Linked DNA regions of Gossypium hirsutum: region 2 is linked to region 1. The links are chromatin contacts, called in public Hi-C maps. All regions are on one chromosome and are shown on one strand. The core of a region is the stretch at or near the end of the contact, and the rest is flanking DNA. Distances in the headings are between cores, read along the strand shown. Region 1 holds the start of LOC121223119 (a long non-coding RNA gene). Region 2 has its middle 17 kb from the start of LOC107961882.

What was found. A called contact is a pair of places that touch in the nucleus more often than the background predicts.
Region 2: a contact with region 1 is called in a Hi-C map of petal, with 1.6 times the contacts expected there. The contact joins two enhancer-like sites. A contact is called at or near these places in 5 of 34 Hi-C or Micro-C datasets (anther, hypocotyl, leaf and 2 more).

What each region holds. Positions count from the first base shown.
Region 1 is chrD11:54,497,337-54,504,794 of Gossypium_hirsutum_v2.1, reverse strand. It overlaps LOC121223119 (a long non-coding RNA gene), which reads left to right and starts at 6,450. Exons shown (of 3, transcript XR_005920517.1): 1 at 6,450-6,640; 2 at 6,908-7,064; 3 at 7,106-7,124. Within about 2 kb of position 2,069, at least 1 of the 9 cell types and tissues checked has an H3K27ac peak or open chromatin away from gene starts, as enhancers often do.
Region 2 is chrD11:54,537,838-54,544,398 of Gossypium_hirsutum_v2.1, reverse strand. No RefSeq gene overlaps it. Among protein-coding and RNA genes, the nearest start is that of LOC107961882, 17 kb to the left of the region's middle. Within about 2 kb of position 2,073, at least 6 of the 9 cell types and tissues checked have an H3K27ac peak or open chromatin away from gene starts, as enhancers often do.

The DNA of each region.
Region 1 (7,458 bases), core at 820-3,319:
CCTCACCGGCAGTGCCCTCCATCCATTCTTAATCATGTTGTCTCCCACTATGAAACTAGTCGGTTCCAATCTAACTAAAGAAGAATTAGAATCCAATTAATCACAATTCAACCCCTAAAAGTTTTGAATGTCCCAACGGGATTCAAAACATTTCTAATGTCTTAAATTTAATCCTACATTTCTCAATTTTTTTGGTCAATAATGGTAATCAGGTGTTACAGTAACACCCCCTAACTTGTCCCTGATACTGGAATCGAGTAATGAGATGCTACAACAAATTAACAGAACATTTACATGAAATTTTAAATCAAGAATTCATTTAATTTTCAATAAATCTCATACATCATTCAGTTCATGTTTTACATACAAAATCAAGCTTAAAACAAGCTTATGGAAGCTCTAAAATCATCTCAGAAGTGAGAAAGGACTAATTTGAAAACTTAGCAAAAGTAAGGAAAAGTACATAAACAGGGGTCACATGGTCATGTGGTCAGCCTAAACCCGTGTAGCATGGAGTTATACAGTTGTGTGATTGGGTCGTGTATCTGACTAAGACCATGCGACTATGAGTTACACGACCCTGTACTTAAACCATGTATCTCACTCATGCTATATGTAAAATAAGAGATTTAATTTTGAAACATACACGGTCATTTGCGCAAGTCTTTGTATGGGTTAAAACCGGCTCCTTAGTCTTGGTTTTTTAAGTTTGTTGCTACACTGAAAGGGTATGAATTTCTTCAATCATATTCTGATTATTCTCTCTTTACATACACCAAGGGATCTGTACACATTAAGGTGTTTTGAAATATTTTTTTGGTGATAGAGGTAACTCGTAGTTCTTTGGATATATTTCTTTGTCAAAGGAAATATGCACTTGATATTATTTTGGTGACGAGTCTTTTGGGAGCAAAGCCTACAGGATCACTAATAGAGAAAAATCATAGATTGGCGTATGGTATAGTGAAGATTTTGACTTATCTTGAGTCCTACAGATGGTAGATGGGTTGTTTGATTTATTTGGTAGTGACTAGAACTAATTGAACATACTCGGCTCATGTCTTATCTTAGTTTATGCATGAGCCGAGCTAGGATCATTGGGAGGTGACATTGCATATTGTTTAGTACTTGAAAGGCTCTCCTAGTTAATGGATTATATTGAGATTTGATAGTGGTTTTCCTTAAAGGGGTGGTGATTGGGTTGCTTGTTCGTTAACTCAGCGTTCGCTTACTGGTTGACTTTTCTTTCTGGGACAATCTCCTATTTCCTGGAAACTAAGAAACAACATATTGTTTCTCGTTCTTTCGATGAGGCTGAGTATAGGTCTATGACTTTCATCACTTGTGAGCTTAAGTGGTTAAAGGTCTTGCTATTGAGCTTAGGAGTTCATCATCCTAAAGTTATTCCTTTATTTTTGCAATAGTCAATTTGTGTTGCATATTGCACAAAATCTTGTATTTCACGACGTACTAAACATATTGAAATGGGTTGTCACTTTGTTAGGGATGCAATTCAGGATGGTTGATTGCACCTTCTTATGTTCCGACCTTTATTAAGTATTGGTTGACATTTTTACAAAGGCATTTGGTAAACCGCAATTTGAATACCTACTTAGCAAGTTGGGCACTTGTGATCTACATGCTCCAACTTGAGGGGGTGTTAAGATATTATTATGGGCTATTATCTTTTTGGAATATATTGTATATTATTATTTATCTTTTAGGCATATATTTAGGAATATATTATGTACATTTCCTATTTCTACGTAACTACTACTGTATAAATATTATATATACTAATGTCTATCAATAAGATTAAAATAAATTACCCTATTCTTATCAATATGTGAGTCCATAGATGTTTATTGGCTTCACTGATCGCTAGTGAATATATCAATGCTGCTACGAGTATTGCCAAGACTCGAGCGATTTGGTGTGGAGCAGGGCATCATTGCCTTCACCGATCGCCACTCAATATGCCAGTGTTCGTAGGAATATGACAAAATGGAGCATTTTTCCACATTCCCCGAGGCCTCAATAGACCAATGGAGCAAGGCGTACAATACCTTCACCGATCGCCACTCAATATGCCAGTGTTTCCAGGAATATGACAAAATGGAGCATTGTTTCCGCATTCCTATAGACCAATGGAGCAAGGCGTACAATACGTTCTCCGATCGCCACGGAAAATGACAAAACAGAAGCATTTTGACGTTTTGTTATAATCATAGGAGCCCAACTCAGCACCTCTATTTTTGTGTCTCATACTTGTTTCAACCAAAATAACCAAACAATGCTTTTAACCAATTTAACAAAATTACTTGGTTTTTCCGTTAGATCCAACAAAGCGATGAGCTTAGGAGAGAAAAGGGAGAGGATTTTAGAAGCTATTTTTGCCAAATTTTATAGTGAACGGAGGCCTGTCCCTATCGATAAATTTAATGTTTGAGGAGCATCGATCTAATCTTACCCACTCTGTATTGTCCTTGGACTCATGTGCGCTTTGTATTTATCTCCTACTATGAACCGTGTGCGGAAATATGAAAACAAAATTTAAGTTATTGGTTGTTTTTCCCCTTTCAAGTTCACTCTTTATTCATTAATCATATTTATGTATTTATTTTTTATTTTATTAAATAATAAATTTTATTTAATGTAATTTATATAAATTATTGAATATAATAAAAACATTAACTATTTTAAAATTATATTACTAAAAATCTTAAACTCTAATCGAATAAAATAATAAGTTTATTTTCCTATGGTGATTTTCTAGCTACTAATCGAATAAAAATAGTCAATATTAAATGTTAATATCAGTAGCTTAAAATTTTAATTATTTATTCAACCGAAAAGTTAAAATAAAGAATGTATAATTAGACAAATAAGCTTAGTGGAAGGTCATTTTTATATTATATTTATTAAAAGATAAACATTTGAACTTAAGTTTTTTTAATGCAATTAATTTATTTTGATTAATATCCTATTTATATACTTTTGGAATATATTAAATTTTACATTAAAACAATTGTGTTGAAGAGACACGACATTTTCAATAATCGTGTTAACATTTAGAGAAAAATAATAATACGTGAGAACAATTTATGCAAATAATCTATACTATATATAAGATAATAGTAAAATTACAGTTTTGATTTTTTTTTACCATACTCATATTTGATATTTGATATTTAATTTTTATATTTTATTTTTACATAATTTGGTCCTTTATTTTTATAACGGCTTTGATTAGGCTAAATAATTTACATACTTATATGTGATAGTTATCTTATTATTTTAGTATCATATGACAAGTGTTTAAGAATAAAAAAATTTATATGTAATTGAAAGCTTAAAAGTGAATTTTTTTTGTACTATTTATAAATATATTGGCAAAAAAAATTATGAATGTGGCAAAGTTACATGTCACCTTATTTTTTCTATACATTATAAAATAATAGCCAAGTTTAAAATTTTGGTCTTTAGCTTAAATTTAAAATTTAATCTTTACATTTCAATTTCTTGACAATATTCTGTACCTCAACTTTTACAATGTCATTGATTAGTTGAAATGTTTTATTTTGATTAAAATGATGATGTAATATTTTTTAAGAGTTGTTAATATCATTAAAATTATCTATCAAATTCATGTTCATTACAATGATGTTTTTTTGTTACATGGTTACTGTTGGGGATTGACCCGTATACACAATGAACAAGTAAAATAGAGAAGATCAAACACACAAATATTTACGTGGAAAAATCTTTTGAAGAGGAGAAAAATCACGGGCAAAGGAAACTTTGGCTTTTCATTAATGGAGTAAACAAACGAGTGTATAATATGGAAAAAATAAACTTAAATGTACTAAACGTTTTCAAAACCTTGAAAACAAAACCCAATTTTTATTACGGTTTAATTGATTCTGAGCAATTCATGAGTCAATCAATCTAACCCCTATTTCTAAGCCAGCACCCTGATTGATTCTTGGTCTAACTGGTTTAACCAACTAGTCCAATCCGATTTAAATAAATTTGGTAAAAACATGGTTTATGCGAATGGTTAAGTGCTTACTATAAGTAACTTTACACTGTAAATATAAAGAAAATTTTTATTATACCATTTTCTCTATTTTAAAACCTTGTTGTATTAGGGAGGAATAATAAAACCTTAAAAGGAAAGTGTCTTATGCTTGAAAGCCTATATTGCATACTCTACTATATATCCCTCTGCTTTATTATAAGCATTTTTTACATGAAAATTGAATTAACTTCAAGTGTTAAAGTTCATCAAGATATGATCAAAATAGATGGGTTCAATGGAACCAATTACACAAGGTGGAAAGATAAAGTGTTGTTTCTATTAACTGTATCAAAGATCTTTGTTGACACCATTTTTTGGATGAAAAACGGGATCGACTTGAGTTTTGAAAAAAGAAACGGGAGTCGCCACCAATCCTTTTTTAATGAGGTGTGATTGGATCACCTCGAAAAGTGGTTGTTTTTAATAATCGGTTTGATTTTATTAAAACAACAAGTTTGGTCCACGAAATTCAGAAAAAACGGGTTCGGGAGTCGGTTACGCACGAGGAAGGATTAGCACCCTCGATACGCCCAAAATTGGTACCTATGTCGAAAATTGAAAACTTTAAAGAGATTTAAAAAATACGATCCTTGAATTAAAACGTTGAAAATTTTCAGGGAAAGGGGGCATATTTCACGTTATTCGAGAAAGAGAATCATGTCCAGTAAGTTAGGACACAATGTCTCGAATTCCCGATACGCGAATGAAAAATGCTTATTTAAAAGATATTTAACTATCTTGGATTAAAAAAGGGATCACGACCAGTAAGTTAGGACACGATCCTTTTTTAATTCCCGATATCGTTTAAAACTTGAGTTTGAAAAGATTCGTGTAATAAAGTTTAAAAGAATATTCAATTGTTTAAATCAAATGAAGAAATCGCAACCCAATACGTTAGGGCACAATTTCTCAAAATATTAAACATTGAATATTGCATTTATTTCGAAAAATCCTCGTCTCGAGAAAACAATGTGTCACATCCAATGCGTTAGGACACAACGTATTGAATTCTCGATAATGAGCTTTTTATCATTTTTAAAAGAGTAATCTCGATTATTTAAATTCACGAAGAAAATCGAAACCCAATACGTTAGGGCTCGATTCTCTCGAAGATCCAAAATACCGAATATTACTTATATTTTTAAAATTTCTTTTTTGAAATCTAAAAAATGGGTGTAATGAAATGATGATGATAATGTAAATAAAATAATCACGAGCAAAAAAAAAGATAAATAAATAAGAAGTCACATGTATATAAATAAAATCAATCACATATGTACAATGACGAGCAATAAACAAATAAAAATTCTAAAGCATAATAAATAATAATAACGGACATACAAATAAATAAATAAATGAAGAAAATAAATAAAAGATAATGTATATGGATTTAAAAAAAGCATAAATATTTACATAAATAGGTATATAGATTATAAAATAAAATAAAAATAAAAATATAATATAAGTATATACGTTATAAAAAAAGTGTGTATGTACATAAATTTATAAAAATATGAAAAATATATGTATATATGTATTTCAAAATTATTAAATATAAAAGTTTACGTAAGTATGTATATATAAATTATAAATTATAAAATATGGAAAGCATATAGGTACGTACATGTATATTAACAGTATATGTATAAAAAAATATGTATGGATATAAGTATATATATATTGAAATTATGAAATAGAAGTGTGTATAAATATGTATATGTACATATGGATATAGGTGTATGCATGCACACAAAAAAATGAAATATAAAAATGTATTTACAACTTTAAAATGTACGTATATATATATTAGCAAAATATGTGTATATATATTGTAAAAACGTATATATATTTAATGTGCATAACAAAATTAAGATTAAAAGGTAGAAATGAGTGAATAATAACAATAATAACAATAATAATAATAATAATAATAGTATTAGATTGATTAATTTTAATGGGAAAACAACCAAAATAACAAAGAAACGGACTAAATCGAAGAAAAAATTAAAATTTGGGCTTGAATCGCAAATAAAATCAAAGGGAAGGGACTATGCTGAACGCGCGTATAACATAGAGGGGCTGGAAGGGAAATTTTCCCCTCTCCTCTAAAACGACGTCGTTCCAATGGGACCAAATTGAAAACGGTAATAAAATAAAGGGGAAATTTAAGAATGTAAAAAAACCTGATTGAAAAACATTAAAAAAGAGGAAGGGCTAAAAGTGCAATTAGCCCTTATAGAAAACACGCGGATCCCCCTAGAGCGGGTCAAATTTTCGGGCCAGGAGCTAAACGACGCCGTTTTGCTTCCCTATTTAAACCAGTATTTTTCCAAAAACTTTCATTTTTCTTTCTTCTTCAAAAAAAATCCCCAAAAATCCTCTCAACTCTCCCCTTTTCTCTCCGAGCGCCGGTCAAGGGTCCGGCCGAGAGCCACCGTACCGGCCGCCGTCCTCCGGCGCCGGCGCCACCGTGCATGGCGGCGAGGAGACCAAAAGTCTCCCTTTTTCTCTCCGATGACTCTCCTCGGCCTCCTGAGCGCTCCGGTGACGTAAAAAGGGGTAAGAGGCTTCTCCTTTTTTTTTTATCTTTTTTTATATATTTTTGTGTAAAAAATGAAAGAAATAAACTTGTAAAAAACAATAGTAACAGTAGAAAAGGAAAAAGGAAAATCGGTCAGAAATGGATGTTCAACCCTTTTTTTATTTCTCTTCTTTGTAGAAAATAGGGGTCGAACCCCTTTACAATTTGTTTTGAATGGCCTTTTATAGCCATTTTTACAACCAAAGTCCCTATTTTCTACTGCTATTGTGTCTTTTCTTTTGCAGCTGGAGTAGGTGAGGGCGTCGGTGGCAAGTGGGCGTGGTGACGGGATGTATGCGGCGGCACCAGGCTAGGGGGCAGAGGGCTGCTGCGCCTAGGTCAAAGGCTAGGTTTTTTTTCTGAAAATATCTTAAGTGTTTGGGCTTGGGTTAGTTTGGGCTTGTTGGGTTTGGGCTGATTTGGTTTTGGTTGGGTTTGGGTAGGTTTAGGTGGGTTTGTAATGGGTTTTATGTTTGGGTAGTGGGTAAAATTGGGCTGTACAATCTTTTATGCTCTTGATCTAAATTTCTGATCCATTACCATAAACAACCGATGCTTATCTAGTTTATTTTTAAAAGATATAGATTTTAAAGTACATCATCTAAAGCATGACAACATAATTGCAGTCATAGAAATTTTACAATGAAATATTTATTATGATATGTATTTTAAGGATGGTATTCAATATTATAGTTGAGGGATATATTATGAAAATTTAAATTGAGATTAAATTAATTAATTGCTTACTTTATTAACCAATCCCAAAATTACCAAGTAAAGTTGCGATTATTAATTC
Region 2 (6,561 bases), core at 824-3,323, 40 kb before region 1:
TTTAGTTTGCATTTTAGAAAACTCTCTATTATTGAGAGCGTACAAAAGGATGTAAGCTTTAGGGAGGTTTGCAATGGACATATATAATAGATTGCTTCATGGATCAAATAACTATTTTAGAATTTTTAATTGGCGATTTAGTGTTAATGATGGTTAGTGTACAAATAGAAAATATTTTTTTATTATAAATTTTCATATATTTTAATCTGTTTTATAATTTGTATGCTTTTTATAATATTTTATAATATTTTGTAAATTTATTTGCTTTTTAATATTTTTAATATTTAATTTTTTTCATAATTTTTATAATTTTTTCTTCATAATTATATTATTTTTATTTTTATTTTTACTTTTTAAATGATTTTTATAAATTTTCATTTATATGATTTTTGTAATTTTCTATCTTTTTATAATTTTATAATTTTTAATTTTTTTTATAATATATATTTATTATTTTCTATATATTTTTATGGTTTTGAAATGATTATAAATATAAAGAATTAATTTTCACTTCGTGGCACAATCATTGTGTGCCATGTGACCAAAATAAGCCCAAAAATAGTTACCATTACTCTTTAACTTTATTAACTTTAATTTTAATGGTCAAAGGACTGAGTGCAAAAAAAAAATTATAGGGACTTAATTGATATTTTTAGGAAAGTGTAAAGTCTTTAAAGGCCATTTAGCCAATTTTTTATTATAAATTAAATACTTTAAAATTTCAATTAAGCACTTAAATTTTTTAACAATTTTATTAATATTTAAATTATTTTTAATAATTTTCTATATTTTTAAATATATTTCACTTTTTATAATTTATCTAGTTTTAAATTTTCTTATTTGAATAGTTTTTAAAATATTTTGTTTGCAAAATTTAATAATCTTTATAATTTATATAATTTCTTTTCATTTATAATGATCTTTACAATTTTCTATATCTCTTATATTTTTGTTTTTGCAATTTTCTATATATAGTTTTACAATATTGTAATTTTTAATAATTTTTGTATAATTTTTATGATTTTCTATAAATTTTTATTTTTTTTCTTTATAAATTTTATGATTTGTAAGGTTTTCGGTCAATTGTTAACTAAAGAATAATAATGATAACCTTCTTTAACGGTTAAAAAGATGAAGTGAATAGAATTTTAACTTTAAGTGATTAATTGAGTGCATGAAGACCTAATTAAATTTTTTTGGAAAAATCCAACAGTTTAAGGACCCTTTAGCAAAAAAAAGAAACTTGACAAAATTTAAAATTAGGGACTAATCTTGACAAAAAAAGGAGGTATAAGGATCAACTAGAAAATTACTATCAAATTCAAAGGTTAAATATTTTTTTATATATTAAGATCAATAAAATATTATATGATTCAAATACTCCTTTGAATTGTAATTAAAAATAAAATATATAAGAAAATTGAGATTGGGGTCTTTGTACTTAACAATTTTTCCCGATCCCAATTTTTATAGTCCAGCCATTTTAATGAAATATTATTTATTTTAAAAAATAAGGAGTAAAATAAAAATTCAAACATTAATATGAAAACATTTGTCACATACAGTGAATTAACCCTTCGTAAAACATACAATGTCTTCACCAGTGAATAGCTTAATGCTCGAACGAATATCCTGAAAATCGAGCGATTGCGTTTGTGGACCAAAATCGCGTTCACCTATCGCCAGTCAGTAGACCAAATCGAAAGATTACCTGTGAATAGACCAATTCTCGCACGAATATGCAAACTCTCGAGCGATTGCGCGTTTTACAAGGCCCGATCGTCCGATGCTTGAACCAATATTCCAAAATCGAGCGATTGCGTATGTGGACCAAAACTGCGTTCACCTATCGCCAGTCAGTAGACCAAAATCGAAAGATTGCCTGTGAATAGAGCGATTCTCGCACGAATGTGCAAACTCTCGAGCGATTGCGCATGCGCACCGATCGCCAGCCAATCGATCAATGTTGGTAGGAATATCCAAAAATCGAGCGATAGATAGGCGACTCTACCAACCTAATCAGTGAACAGCGTCTTGTCTTTAGTTTTTCTTATAGAGGCCAAGGAATATGCTGTCCAGCTAAACCCAAAACCTTGAATGACGTAGCCTAATGGCCGACCGCCTGCATTTTGGTGACTCATACTTGTTTCAACAAAAATAACTAGGTTTTTAAATCGATTTAACAAATTTCATTAATGATATGCATGGTTTCGAATTTTTTAAAGTCCGAATAAAAATTCATCTTTTGGAGGAAAATCCATCCAATGAAAAAAAAAACCATCCAGATTTTTGGTGTGTTTAACAATCCAATCGGCGACACAATTACTTTTCTTAACAATGTGACAAAATTCAACTTTCGAGCAAGAAGATAGTAAATGGTGAACATTTTGAACAATTCCCAAGGGATTTTGCATTTTTGTTTCAAGCCATTAGTAAGACCTAGATTGTCATAGAAATATTCAAGCCAAACTTTTTATGTAATGCTTTAAACAAAAAAAATAAAAAAAAAAGATTTACAAGTAATGAAATATGATCCCTCAATTTGTCGAAAATATTTTCAACGTTGTGTGTGGGGATTTAAGAACAAATTGACGTTAATGTACTTTTAAGTTAAAAAATTGAAATTAGAAAAACAAATCATGTATAAATATCAATAATGTATATAAAAGTGAAAACATTAAACGTGTTAACGAAAACGTAATATGTAACATCTCATCAGAAATGAAAAACATGAACTAAAAAAACACCCCGAGCAGGGAATATCAAATCAGAAATTAAGGGGAAAAATGTTTACTTATGAAGATGGGTCCTAAGGTCATTTTTCTGGCTTTGTTTAGACTTAGAACTGATCAATACGGTTGGGCTTAATATCATACAAGCAAGAGGTTAGAACTTATGATTTTAATAAGAACTTTTTGAGTTTGATAATGAGAAGATGGCTACTATTTGGGAGGAAGACTTAATAAAACCATTGCACGTGTTGATATCTGATCAATCCAGGGAAAACAAATTGAGGATGGTGGTGGCAGTCGCTGTAACCTGGGGCTGCCTGTTGTTACACACAACAACAAGCCCGAGGTTTTCTGTAAACCATGGAAAAATAAGAAGAAGATGATGATTACTCTTTTTCACATCATCGAAGAACAGCTCATATTCTTTGGTAGATCGATGTTGAGAAATTTAAAAGATAGGAAGAGATGCTAAAGGAGTTGTAACTTTTCCATAAGGGAATGAATGTAAACTTAGTGCTGCGGAAAGGCCTTGCAAGTATCCGAGGGTTTAAATAAAACTCTGCCACTTTAAATATGCAGCCAACCAACATCAATTTCATACCTGTCCTTGTCATTGCTACATCTCAATGTTGAACCGAATTGATCAATTATTCGAATATTATTATTTAAATCTGAATTAAATATTATTAGTTGCATCTGACTCTACATTACTATATGAAATCAAATTCAAATAGTGAATTATAATTTTTTTTTTGAATAATTTTATTTTCTTGCATTAGCAACAATGTTTATGCCAATCAAGTTAAGAATCAATCAACAATTAAAGTATAGTTTTAGTTATTAATGGTTGTGCTTGAACCTCACCAAAAGGAAAATCTTAAATATTTTGTAACCAGCTATCCAAATCTAGATTTAGATCTCTGTATTTGGAGTTGTGTTATTAATGCAGATTCAGATAATGGATATTCGAGAGGTCTATTCGCTTCTACAGCGGATAGTAATTTTAATATTTAGATCGGATATCTGAATTCACAATCCAAATTCCCATGTCTATCATATGAATTTTAGAACACTTTTAGTTTTAAAAATAAATTAGTGTTTATAAATTTACCAGAGTGAAGCTACAATATTGCACATTGTTTAAATGGTAAAAAAACAAATTTATATTTTGGGGCCAAAATCAAGATAGTTAATATTGTACCGATATGTAATACATTATGGTAAGTTTTGATGCATCACTTTGAATTTATCATTAAAAAAAAATTAAGGTTAAAGGGGTATATATTGAATTTTTGTAAAAAAAATTAATGAAGCCTTTGACCAATATTTTTTTTTTATCTTTGATCGTTAGAGATTAATGATGTTGACGTGATAGTCCATGTCAGTGACAATTGTCGATTGCCACATTAATAAAAATAAAATATTCAAAAAATTATTTAAATTTTTTAGGTTTGGGGTGAACCTGGACAATGGTTGTCCATGTTCACAGATTCATTTTAGATTTATCTAAAATTATAATTTTTTGAAAAAAATTAATAAATTTTTAAAACATTATTAAAATTATAAAAATATTAAATAAAATGAAAAAAAGTTCAAAAAAATTAATTAAAAGTTTAAGTCTAGGATATTAAAAATATTTTTCTTTAAAATATAAGATGTGTATCAATGTTTTAACTCTAATGGTACCATTAGGTTATATAAAAATAAAAAAATAATTTACAAAATATAATATATAATATTTTAATTTATTAATAATACTTGTAAAGTTAAAAAAATTGTGAATATATTTCAATTAAAAAAAGTGTATAATTTATTTTCTCACATGTGTAGTCTAAAAGGTTAAAATAATTGAGATATATCCACACTTCTTTTTAAACTTTACAAGTATAATTATTAATTTAAAAATACATTTATTTATTTCCTAAATTGTTTTTTATATAACCTAAAAAGTATCAGTAGAATTAAATCATTGATACCCACTTTATATGGTTTTATAAAAAAATATTTTTAATATTTTAAAACTTTATATAATTTTAAAAAATCATCTTTAATAAATTTGAGCAAATGATTTTATAGATTCATTTTGTGCTTAAACGGTTAAATGATTTTTAATAATTTTAAAATTTTAAGCTTTTTTAATTTTATTCAACATTTTATAAAATTTAATAAATTTTTACAAATTTAACAAAAGTAATTTTTTGTAATTTATAAGAAAATTAAGTTTGAAATGAACATAGACAAACCGGTGGTAGGTTCAAATGAATCTGGGCAATTAGTTGTCTAAGTTCATTCCAGACAAAAAATTTAAATAAGATTTTTAAAAAATTTTAAATTTTCTATTTTGCTGACCTAAACTGTCACATCAACACTGTTAATGGCTATATCTAAAAATATTGGCCAAAGGGCCCAAATATAATAAATATATATAATACACTAATATTACATGAATAAATTTCTCTTCATTTTATTTAAAAATATTATATTTATTAAAATTATTTTTCTTACTATAAATTTTAATTGATTTTGATAAAATTAACTCCATTTATCTAGATTTGATTTATAAACTAAGCGATTAAAATATTTTAAAGCTTACATATTTTATTTCTTTAAGCCCAAAATTATTGATTAGTTTATTTTTTGGCCCTTTTTCAAGCCCAGTTTATTAAATGAAAGTTGATAATATAATTATAAATACAAACAAAAGTATCCTGACGGTATATTCACAAAAGGGTCATGACCGTTCATGTCTATTTCCAGAGAGCAACTATTCCGTCCAAAATTCTTCAGCTCCCAACCCTAATCCCCTTTAAGCCAGTCCATGGGCATGAATCTATAAATCCTAAATCTTGCTTCCCATGTTCTAATCTAAGGCGTTGTGATCATCCTCAAAATCTGTAATTCGGGGTGCCACCACAATTTGCAATGACAATTTTAGAGTCAATGGTGGTTGAAGTGCAGCTAAAGTTACAATCTTGATTTTTTTTCTTAATCGAGTTTGCATTTTGTTGTTTATAAACAATGCTCTCTTCATTTTTATCAGTCTTTTAGGTCTTCCCCAATACAAATATGGATTCTCGACTCCAAGCTTTTATATAAAGTTAATGTACTAGACTTTTCGTCTATTAATTATAAAGTTATTTAATTATGAGTGAATACAATAAAAGTACTATGATTGATTTCTCCATTATATACAATTACAAAAACTACATATATTAAGCTTTTAAATAATTTTCTGATATTTGTGATACCTTTGAGGACATTCATGATCTCTTTAGGTTAAATACATTCACCTGATTCTATTCATTTTATTTTATGGTCATCATTGTATCTTCCACAATGAAAATGATCATTATTTACAAACAATAACAATTAGTCATTTGTATGACTCATGACTTTATTCCATTTTCATAATTCATACAATACTAGTGAGAGGATAAAATTTACTGATTTAATCGAGTTATCATTCCATTATTGCTAGCAAAGTAATTCTATGCATATGTTATGTGTCCAACATACCAACTTTCGGCCCACTACTAAGAAAACACAAGTTTTCAATATATCAAAGTACACGACTTATATAAAAATGGGCATTCAGTTACTCAAGATTAAGATAAGTCACATCATAAACATCACAAGTGAATAAAGCCATAAATGAATATTGGATAAATTCAATTTTAGTTTTGCCCGATGTATTCTCAGTCTAGATAATCAAATTTATGTCTTTATTTTTGGGAGTCAATTCAACTACGATGACCAAAACAAACTACCTCCTGAATTAAACTTATAGACGACATAATAGTCCCTTTAATGAATCATTTGCTCAATCTAA